Regions from separate parts of the Oryctolagus cuniculus genome. Here regions 2 and 3 are each linked to region 1. Evidence: chromatin contacts called from public Hi-C and Micro-C data. All regions are on one chromosome and are shown on one strand. The core of a region is the stretch at or near the end of the contact, and the rest is flanking DNA. Distances in the headings are between cores, read along the strand shown. Region 1 holds the start of EPHB3 (EPH receptor B3). Region 2 holds the start of VPS8 (VPS8 subunit of CORVET complex). Region 3 has its middle 43 kb from the start of VPS8.

Evidence for each region. Hi-C and Micro-C count contacts between places; a contact is called where the count stands out from the background.
Region 2: a contact with region 1 is called in a Hi-C map of embryonic fibroblasts, with 5 times the contacts expected there. The contact joins the promoter of VPS8 here to the promoter of EPHB3 in region 1.
Region 3: a Micro-C map of ear pinna shows a contact between it and region 1, with 4 times the contacts expected there. The contact joins the enhancer-like site here to the promoter of EPHB3 in region 1. A contact is called at or near these places in 6 of 6 Hi-C or Micro-C datasets (ear pinna, embryonic fibroblasts, liver and 3 more).

Annotation. Positions count from the first base shown.
Region 1 is chr4:94,163,055-94,165,811 of mOryCun1.1, forward strand. It overlaps EPHB3 (EPH receptor B3), which reads left to right and starts at 1,334. Exons shown (of 15, transcript XM_070073185.1): 1 at 1,334-1,922. The coding sequence starts at 1,823.
Region 2 is chr4:94,396,598-94,399,354 of mOryCun1.1, forward strand. It overlaps VPS8 (VPS8 subunit of CORVET complex), which reads left to right and starts at 1,404. Exons shown (of 46, transcript XM_070072435.1): 1 at 1,404-1,521.
Region 3 is chr4:94,353,173-94,355,929 of mOryCun1.1, forward strand. No RefSeq gene overlaps it. Among named protein-coding and RNA genes, the nearest start is that of VPS8, 43 kb to the right of the region's middle. Within about 2 kb of position 1,374, at least 1 of the 8 cell types and tissues checked has an H3K27ac peak or open chromatin away from gene starts, as enhancers often do. A contact at or near this core is called in ear pinna, where this site is marked.

The DNA.
Region 1 (2,757 bases), core at 84-2,583:
AACAGCCAGGACTCGAACCTCCACTCCAGTATGAGAGGTGGGCTTCCCAAGCAGGGGCTTAACCCACTATGCTACAAGGTCTGCCCCAAGATTTTGAGTTTTTAACAAGCACCTAAGAATTCTTGAGGCTTCTGAGGAAGTGGAGTGAGTCTGTGCAGCGCTGGGTTCAAAGCCTGCGGGTGCCACTTTTCAGCTGTGTGACTTGGAGCAAGCCACTGAGGCTCTCTAGATGTCACTTTTGTCTGTAAAAGGCAGCTATAACACCGCCCGCCAGCTCAGGATGTGTGGGCTATTGTTTCAGGGCCTTTATTGCACCTTGTCAATATTTGCAGAATGAATGGGACAGGGGTCCATTTGCCCAAAGCTGAAACCTAGGTGTTCCCTTTGATGTCTCCATCCACGACACCTTTCTCACCCACCCAATCAAAGAAGTCCTTGCGACTCGGTCTCTTAAATACAGCTTACACCTGCCCGACTCGCTCACCCTCACAGCCGCCCCCCTGCCACCGCCGCCGCTACCCGCGGAACCTCCCCCTGCCGCGCTCTGCCCCGGTGCCCACCAAGGCCTAGTTCTCGGAAGCCCATCCCCGCCTCCACTTCCTAAGCCTCCTTTCAGCCCCTCTCCAAGTACGCGATGAATCAGTTCCTGCTGCCCCCGGGTGCTTGCACGAAGCCCGTGCTCTGTGCCCGCCGGTCCCAGGACACAGCCGCGGCTCTATCCTCCGCGCCCCTGTGACGACGGAACACCTGCCCCCGCCACCGCACGGGCCTCGACGCACAACGCAGACCCCTGTGTCAGGCGCTGCGGAAGCGCCCGCGCCGACTGTCGTCTTTAACACCTTGTGGGCGCTCAAAATATTTGTTGAATGAACGATTAAACACGTAGCTGAGTGAATGAATGAATCAGCGACCGAGAAGTCCCGGGTCACGGGGTACGTCGCCGCGGGCGCCCCCCTGGCAGGGCCGAAGCCAAGCCCGCCGCCTGGGGGCGTCCCGAGGCACGTGCGGGCCACAGGGGGGCGCCCCTGGCTCGCGGGATCCGGCCGGCACCTCGGACTCAGGCTGGGTTCCTAAGGGCCAATGGGCGGCAGGGGGCGCGGCCATGCCTCTGATGGACAGTATCGCCCCGCCCCAGCTAATTCATCTTTTTCTTGGCCCCGCCCAAGCCAAGCCTCGGAGCCCGAGGGTGGGTCTGGTGGAGGCGCCGCCAACTGAACCCCAGCCGAGTGCTCTCGGGGCCGAACCCGCGGGCCGGGCGGTCTGTGAGTGGGCGGGCGGCCCCCGGGGGCGGGGCCGCGGCGTTGACAGGCAGGCGGGCGGCCCCGCCCCCCCCGCCCAGAGCGGCCGCGCCGGAGCTGGGGGCAGCAGAAGTGAGTACGTGAGCGGCGCAGCAAGATCCCAGCTCGGACCCCGGACGGCGCGCGCACCCGGAGCCCCGCATCCGAGTCGGGCCCGCGGCGGACTGCTGGATTACTGTGCACCCCGAACCACGACCACTTGCGCCCTCCTGCCCCGGTCCGCCTCCCCGAGTCCTCCGCCACCCAGCGCCCCAGCGCCCCGGATCCTCCTGGACCGGTCCGTCCAGATTCCCGCGGGACTGACCTGCCCGCATCCCCCGGGATCGCCGGACTCTGGGCGCCGCCTCGGTCCCGGAGCCGCCCGCCTGGATTGCACCCCCTCCCGGCCCGGATCTCCTGGAACCGTATACGCGAGCCTTCCCCGGAGCGCGCCCAGCGGCGGACCCTGCCTCGGGCTCCCGCAGCCCCGCCGGCGCGGCCCGGCCCGGCGCGGCCCGGCTCGGCTCCCCGCAGCCGCCCCGGCCATGGCCCGAGCGCGCCCGCCGCCGCCGCCGCCGCCGCCGCTGCTGCCTCCGCTGCTGCTGCTCCCGCTGCTGCTGCCCGCCGGGTGCCGAGCGTTGGAAGGTGAGCGGCGTCGGGGGGCGCGCCGGGGGCTGCCGGGGTGAGGGCCGGTGCGGGCTGAACTCACATCGGGGGAGGCTTGGTCACCCGCGCCGGCTGCCGGGCCGGGGGATGGGGTGAGAGAACGCCCCCGGGCCGCCTGGCAGGCGGGCAGCTCGGCTCTGGTGAGCGTCCGCCGAAGTCCGTCCCCGCCGCGAGCTGCGGTGCTAGCAGCCGGCACCAGCCGCGGCGGAGCGGGCGCGCAGCATTCGGAGAGGCGGGCTGGTGCGGGTGACCCTCGGGCGAGGCGCCGGCCGCGGGGCCCGGGCGGGGGGCGGCGCCGTGGGAACCCGCCGGAGTTAACAGTGAGGGTGTGCGTGCGGGCTTCGCGCTCGGTCGGGGGCAGGCTGCGGGGGCGGGGAGGCGGGCGCGGGTTATTGTTTGTGGCTTACCGAGCGCCAACTACCCCGAGGTGCCGCGCGCGCGCCGGCGTTGCACCCTGCTCCGAGGATCCCCCTCAGCCTTCGAGCGGGACCCCCCTAGTGGTGGGGTCTCCGCAGAACCCCCGAAGTGGTGGTGGTGCCCCAGGAGCGCCGGACCCGGGTGCGTTACTGCTTAGCGGGCGGTGGCAGGCCCGGCTTCGCCAGTGAAACCTGCCAAGACCGCTGCCGAGGTGGTGGCTCCAACTTGGAATGGCTGCACTTGGGGGAGCAGCCGAGGCGTCGCTGGCGCTGGCCGGACGGCTCACACGCGGGCCGCTTGACACAAGCCTGCCTGGGACAGACAATGGGGAGGCGCGCACACATGCACACCGCCTGCTTTCCGAAAACACTGGAGCCATTGGGGTGGGGGAATCTCC
Region 2 (2,757 bases), core at 154-2,653, 230 kb after region 1:
TACATCGAATTCTTTTTTATTTATTTATTTATTTATTTATTTATTTATTTATTTATTTGAAAGGCAGAGTTAGAGAGCCAGAGGCAGAGGCAACGGCTGGCTACAAGGGCTGGAAATGAACCAATCCGGAGCCAGGAGCCAAGAGCTTCCTCCAGGTCTCCCACGCAGGTGCAGAGACCCAAGGACTTGGGCCATCTTCTTCTGCTTTCCCAGGCCATAGCAGAGAGCTGGAATGGAAGTGGAACAATCAGGACTCGAACCAGCGTCCATATGGGCTGCCGGCACTGCAGGCTTTATTAGCTACACCACAGCACAGATCTACACTGAATTCTTAAAGGGGACCTGGAGGAGAGGGCTGTCTTTTGCCTTGTGGGTGAAGTCTAGTGAACCCCGGTTATGCTCAATAACTGCCTACCAAACAGAACGTTTTCGGTATCTTCTTCCACGAGCCTACTGTGGTGTGCTTCCATAATTTCGTGGTTGTAGGCCCCAGAGGCATCGAATCTGTGTCTTGGGGCCAATATTATCTATAGTGGTGACTCCTAAAACCAGTCTGGGGCAGGCATTTGGAACAGCTGTTTCGCTTGGGGAGCCTGCATTGCAGGTGGAAGTGACTGGGGTGGAGTCCTAGCTTGGCTTCCAATTCCAGCTTCCTGCTTAGGTGCACCCTGGGAGGCAGCAGGTGATTGTCCAAGTGCTGGGGGTCCCCGCCACCCATGTGGGAGACCAAGATGAGTTCCTGGCTCTTGGCTGTGGCTTGGCCTAGCTCTGGCAGTTGTAGGAATTTGGGGAGTGATTCAGCATGGAAGATTTCTCTCCCTCTTTCTCTCTCTGCCTTTCAAATTATTAAATAAATAGTTAAAATAATAAATAAAACCAGTCTGCTTGAGAAGCCTTTATATTTCTTCAGGAGCAATAGATAAATAAAATATATTTTAAAGATATTTCCTTTATTTGAGAGTGTATCCCTCCTATATTTTTGATGTTAAGACACATTTTTTTTTTTTTTACATAGCAATTGATGACAAATTAGAAAATAGTAGTTAGTTTGTAGTGTGTGTCCTTATTTGGAAAGTAAAAAATCTGAAGTTCTGTATTCATCTTTTAAAAGAAATTTTAAAAAGTTCCTTTTTTGCTGGCTGAAAACTCTGGAATCCAAGGAATCACTTGTCTTTTCTGGGCTGCCTAAAGTAGGGTCACTTTCTTGAATGCTAGATGAATTCACTCACATAGGGCTAGAGCAGAATGTCTTTTCTCAACTTAAGGATTGCTATTGGTCTATGCGCCGCGTCGGGCATTTGCATCACACTGGTCCCCCTAAGTCCCTGGGATGAAACAGGGTGGCTCTTGCCCTTTAAATAGGGGCGTGGTGTGGCGGCGAGCACCGCCCAGGAGAGGGAGCTGAGAAGAGGAAAGCGGAAGCGTGGACCCCGGTGGTAGGCGCTGCGCGTGCGTGAGGCTGGAGCAGGGGGCGGGGTGACAGGGGCCGGGGCTCCTGGGCCCGAATGGCTGCGAGCTCAGGTAACGAGTCTTCTTGGAGTGGGCCGGCGGGGAGGGGACAAGTGTGAGGGGCCCTACTGGGGTTGGGAGGAGAGCACGCGCCCCATCTCTGAGCCTCGGCCCCTTCTCCCGCGCGACGGCAGCGCGGCCTCGGGGAGCTGACGGAGCAGTCCCTGATGTGTTCAGTGGCCTGGGGCCGCAAGCCGGGTGGCATGGACTCTCGGGCGGAGGGGCTTGCCCTGCATTTGGCCCAGAACTGGGTCAGGCTGTTTCCACTGGCTGGTTCTGAACGTGTGTGAGGTCGAGGGGCAGGCGCGCCCACTGCCCGGATTGTGAGAGTAGGAGGTGGGTGGCCCTTCTCTGACCCCACAGTCCAGCGGCAGGGGTGTGAGCCTGCTCGTTGAGGTGGGGGTGTGGACTCCCCCATCCTCCGAGGACGGAGATGAGCCTGCGTCCTGTGGCCAAGGCCAAGGGCTAGCTGGGGTGCACTCTTAGGATTGATGCGCTCCCTGTGAGGCTGGTCTCCGTTTGTCCCTGACTGCAAGGGCTGCCCCAGGGTGGGGACAAGAGAGTGAAAGATGAGTGTCTGTGCCCTGGCTAGTTCCCCAGGAGCGGCACCCCGGGGAAGGAGGAAAACAGTTATCTAAAGTGCACGCATGAAACTAGTGTGCTTCAAACTAGGATAGGTGAGGTGACCTGGGATCCGTGAGCGAGGTTCCATGGGGTTCCATGGTCATGAGTTATCAGAGAAGGATGGGGCGCCTTCTGTGAATAAGGAGGTGTTCTACATCATCCTGACACTTTTTTTTTTTTTTTAAAGATTTATTTATTTGAAAGGGAGAGAGAGAGAGAGATAGTCCATCTGCTGGTTCACTCCCCAAATGGCTGCAATGGCTAGGCCTGGGCCAGGCTGAAGCTAGGATCCCAGAGTTTTTCTGGGTCTCCCACGTGGGTGCAGGGACCCAAGCACTTGGACCATCTTCTACTGCTTTCCCAGGTGCGTTGGCAGGGAGCAGGATCGGAAGTGTGGAGCGGCTGGGGTGCTGGTCGCTGCAGCCCTGACCCCTCACCCTTCCATTCTTGAGACTACTAATAGAATGCACAGGAAGGCCTGTGTCTGCCACATTGCCAGCCTTCTACCACATTATCCCCTCCTCCCACCAAAAGCATAACCAGAGGGAGGGAGGGGGAAAGTGGAGTAGAAAATGACAAATACACAGGGCTTCTATCTGCTGGTTCACTCCCCAAGTGTCCACA
Region 3 (2,757 bases), core at 124-2,623, 190 kb after region 1:
ATGTTGATGTGCCTTTCAAATAAATAAATAAATCTGTTTTAAAAAATAACCTTACTTATGGGGGCCAGCGCTGTGTTACAGCGGGTTAAAGCCCCAGCCTGCAGTGCTGGCATCCCATATGGGTGTCAGTTCAAATCCCAGCCGCTCCTCTTCCCATCCAGCTCTCTGCTATGGCCTGGGAAAGCAGTAGAAGATGCCCAAGTCCTTGGGTCCCTGCATTCATGTGGGAGACCCAGAAGAAGCTCCTGACTCCCGGCTTCAGATCAGCTCAGCTCTGGCTATTGCAGTCATTTGAGGACTGAACCAGTGGAATGGAAAACTCTTTCTCTCACTTTACCTTTCTCTGTTATTCTTTCAAATAAATAAATAAAAAAAAAAAACTTTACTTAATGTAAAAAAAAGTCCAAAAAGAAAAGTTGCATAATATGTCAACAGCATAAGGATAGGCATATTTCCAAAATACGGATGTCTTGCTTTACCTTAACGTTGTTCTTGCCTTGAAGGGCTGAGGCAATTTTTTGTTTGTTTGCTTTTAGATTTATTTATTTATTTATTTGAAAGGCAGAATTACAGAGACACAGAGAGAGACAGAGAGAGAAATAGAGACAGAGAGATCTTTCATCTGCTAGTTCACTCCCCAGATGGCCACAATAGCTGGAGCTGGGCTGATCTGAAGCCAGGAGCCAGGAGCTTCTTCCAGGTCTCCTACATAGGTGCGGGAGCCCAAGCACTTGGACCATCTTCCATGCTTTCCCAGGTGCTTTAGCAGAGAGCTAGAAAGGAAGTGGAGCAGCCAGGACTCGAGCCTGCACCCATGTGGGATGCTGGCGCCACAGGCAGCAGCTTTACCCACTATGCCACGGTGCTGGCCCCAGGAGGCAATTTTTGAACACTTGGTCCGGCTCCAGCCTGTGGGCATGTGGGGTCTGCCATCCTAAAGCTGATCAGTGCTCCCATCTTGATCTCTTCTCCAATGCACCTAGACGATGACATCCTAATGGCCCACTTGGGCCCTCCTGCTCACCTGCAGGTTCTGTCTGAGGGATAGGCTCTGTGCACAACAGACCAGGGTAGGCTGAGCGGCTCTGGGACGCTGTCCTCCACCTGGGGAAAAGTCGCCTGGCCAGAGCACCCCTGACTCCAATCCCTTCTTTCTTTTACAGCCTCACAGGATAGTCATGGGCATAACATGCACCCTGCAATAGTTGTATTCAGACTGGAGCATCGAGGTGCACTCAAGGTCACCCCCACATCACGGTCACGTCCACTTCGGAAAATGGTGTGATACATCATCAATTTTCCAGCTCACCTTTTGCAAGCCAGTTCAGGCACCCTAGCCTGAAATCCTCTCTGGCCACCTGGACCAGGTAAGTGGGGTCCAGGCCTTCCTCTGGGGCCCCCATTGCACATTGCATTATTATTCACAGCTGGGTCTTCTTGTGCCCCTTGCTAGACTGTGCGCTCCTGGAAGGCAAGATTCCAATCTTACTGCTTTTTTGTATCCCCTTTCCAGCGCAATGTCTCAGTATGACATACCTGAGTAGGTGATGGCTGAGCGAATGAAGGAAAGAAACCGTAACTATTGTCATTTGATTTCCAAAACAACCTTGGGAACCAAGCAGGGCAGGAATCTGAGCCCTGATTTCCTGGGGAAAAAAAGCAGCAGCAGCAGAGGCTCCAGGAGGGTAGGGCCTTGCTTAAGGTCACCTGATTCCTGGAGCTGGCGCCAGGGCTGTGGTGCAGTCTGGTAGCTCCAAGAGAGGTTTCTCCGCCCACGCTTGCTCTGCTGCCTGGAGAGGCACTCCCGAGCAGCCTCCTGCACAGGTGGTTCCCTGGTGCTTCCCATCCAGGTCCCTGCCCCGCCCCAAGCACCGGCTTTGAAAGAGTTGGCCTAGCAAACCAACTGTAATTAGGCGGTAATAATGACTCCATTTTCTCGTTTTTATTAATAAAAGGCATATGCGCCCTGCCACTCAGAGCGTTCGGGGGGAGAGTGTGTGTTTCCCTCGCTGGGTTAACAAGATTCCACCCAGAAGCAGGCAGTGAGCAAAGCACCTTTTCCGCACCTGTCAGCCCCCTCGGCCCACCTGCTCCCAGCCTCTGAAGTGGGGGGGGGGGACCCCAGGGGGCCGCTGCAGTGGCTCCCACTTGCCTCGCCATCGTCGCTGCTGGACTCAGCAGACCCTGACTTCTGGAGACGCGTCTCGGCCATGTGTCAGCTGCCCGGGGAGAAGCTGGAGTGATGTGCTCCAAGACCTGTCAGGAGAAAGGGTTTACAGTCAGTGAGGAGCCGCAAACCCCTGCCCGCGCACTGGCCAGTGGAATGTTAATTCTCCGCCTCCGCTGCCTGGACACCACCTTCCCCTCTTGGCCCTGCTCTCCCAAGCCTATGGAACACAGCTCAGGTTTGCCTTCCCTGGGGACTGCACATGGCTTCACTTGGTCCAAGTGACACTGCTCAGAGCGGAAAGCGACGGTCAGGCAGGGCTGCGGCCTTCCTGCCCCTGCTCAGCACTGGCGGGGGCCTCTGTGGCTCACTGCCCGGGCTCTCTGCCCTCTCAGCAGTGGTGGGACCCTTGCTGCACAGGCCTTGAGGGCAAAGGAAAACTGGACTGTCTCCTTTCATCCTCCCTCCCTCCCTCCCTCTCGTCAGTCCGTCCCTCTATCCGTCCGTCAGCAACTCCATGTCAAGGGCCCACTGTGCCAGGCAGTCAGCCAGGAGCTGGGCAGCCAGACGCCACCTCTGTCCTCTTGCAC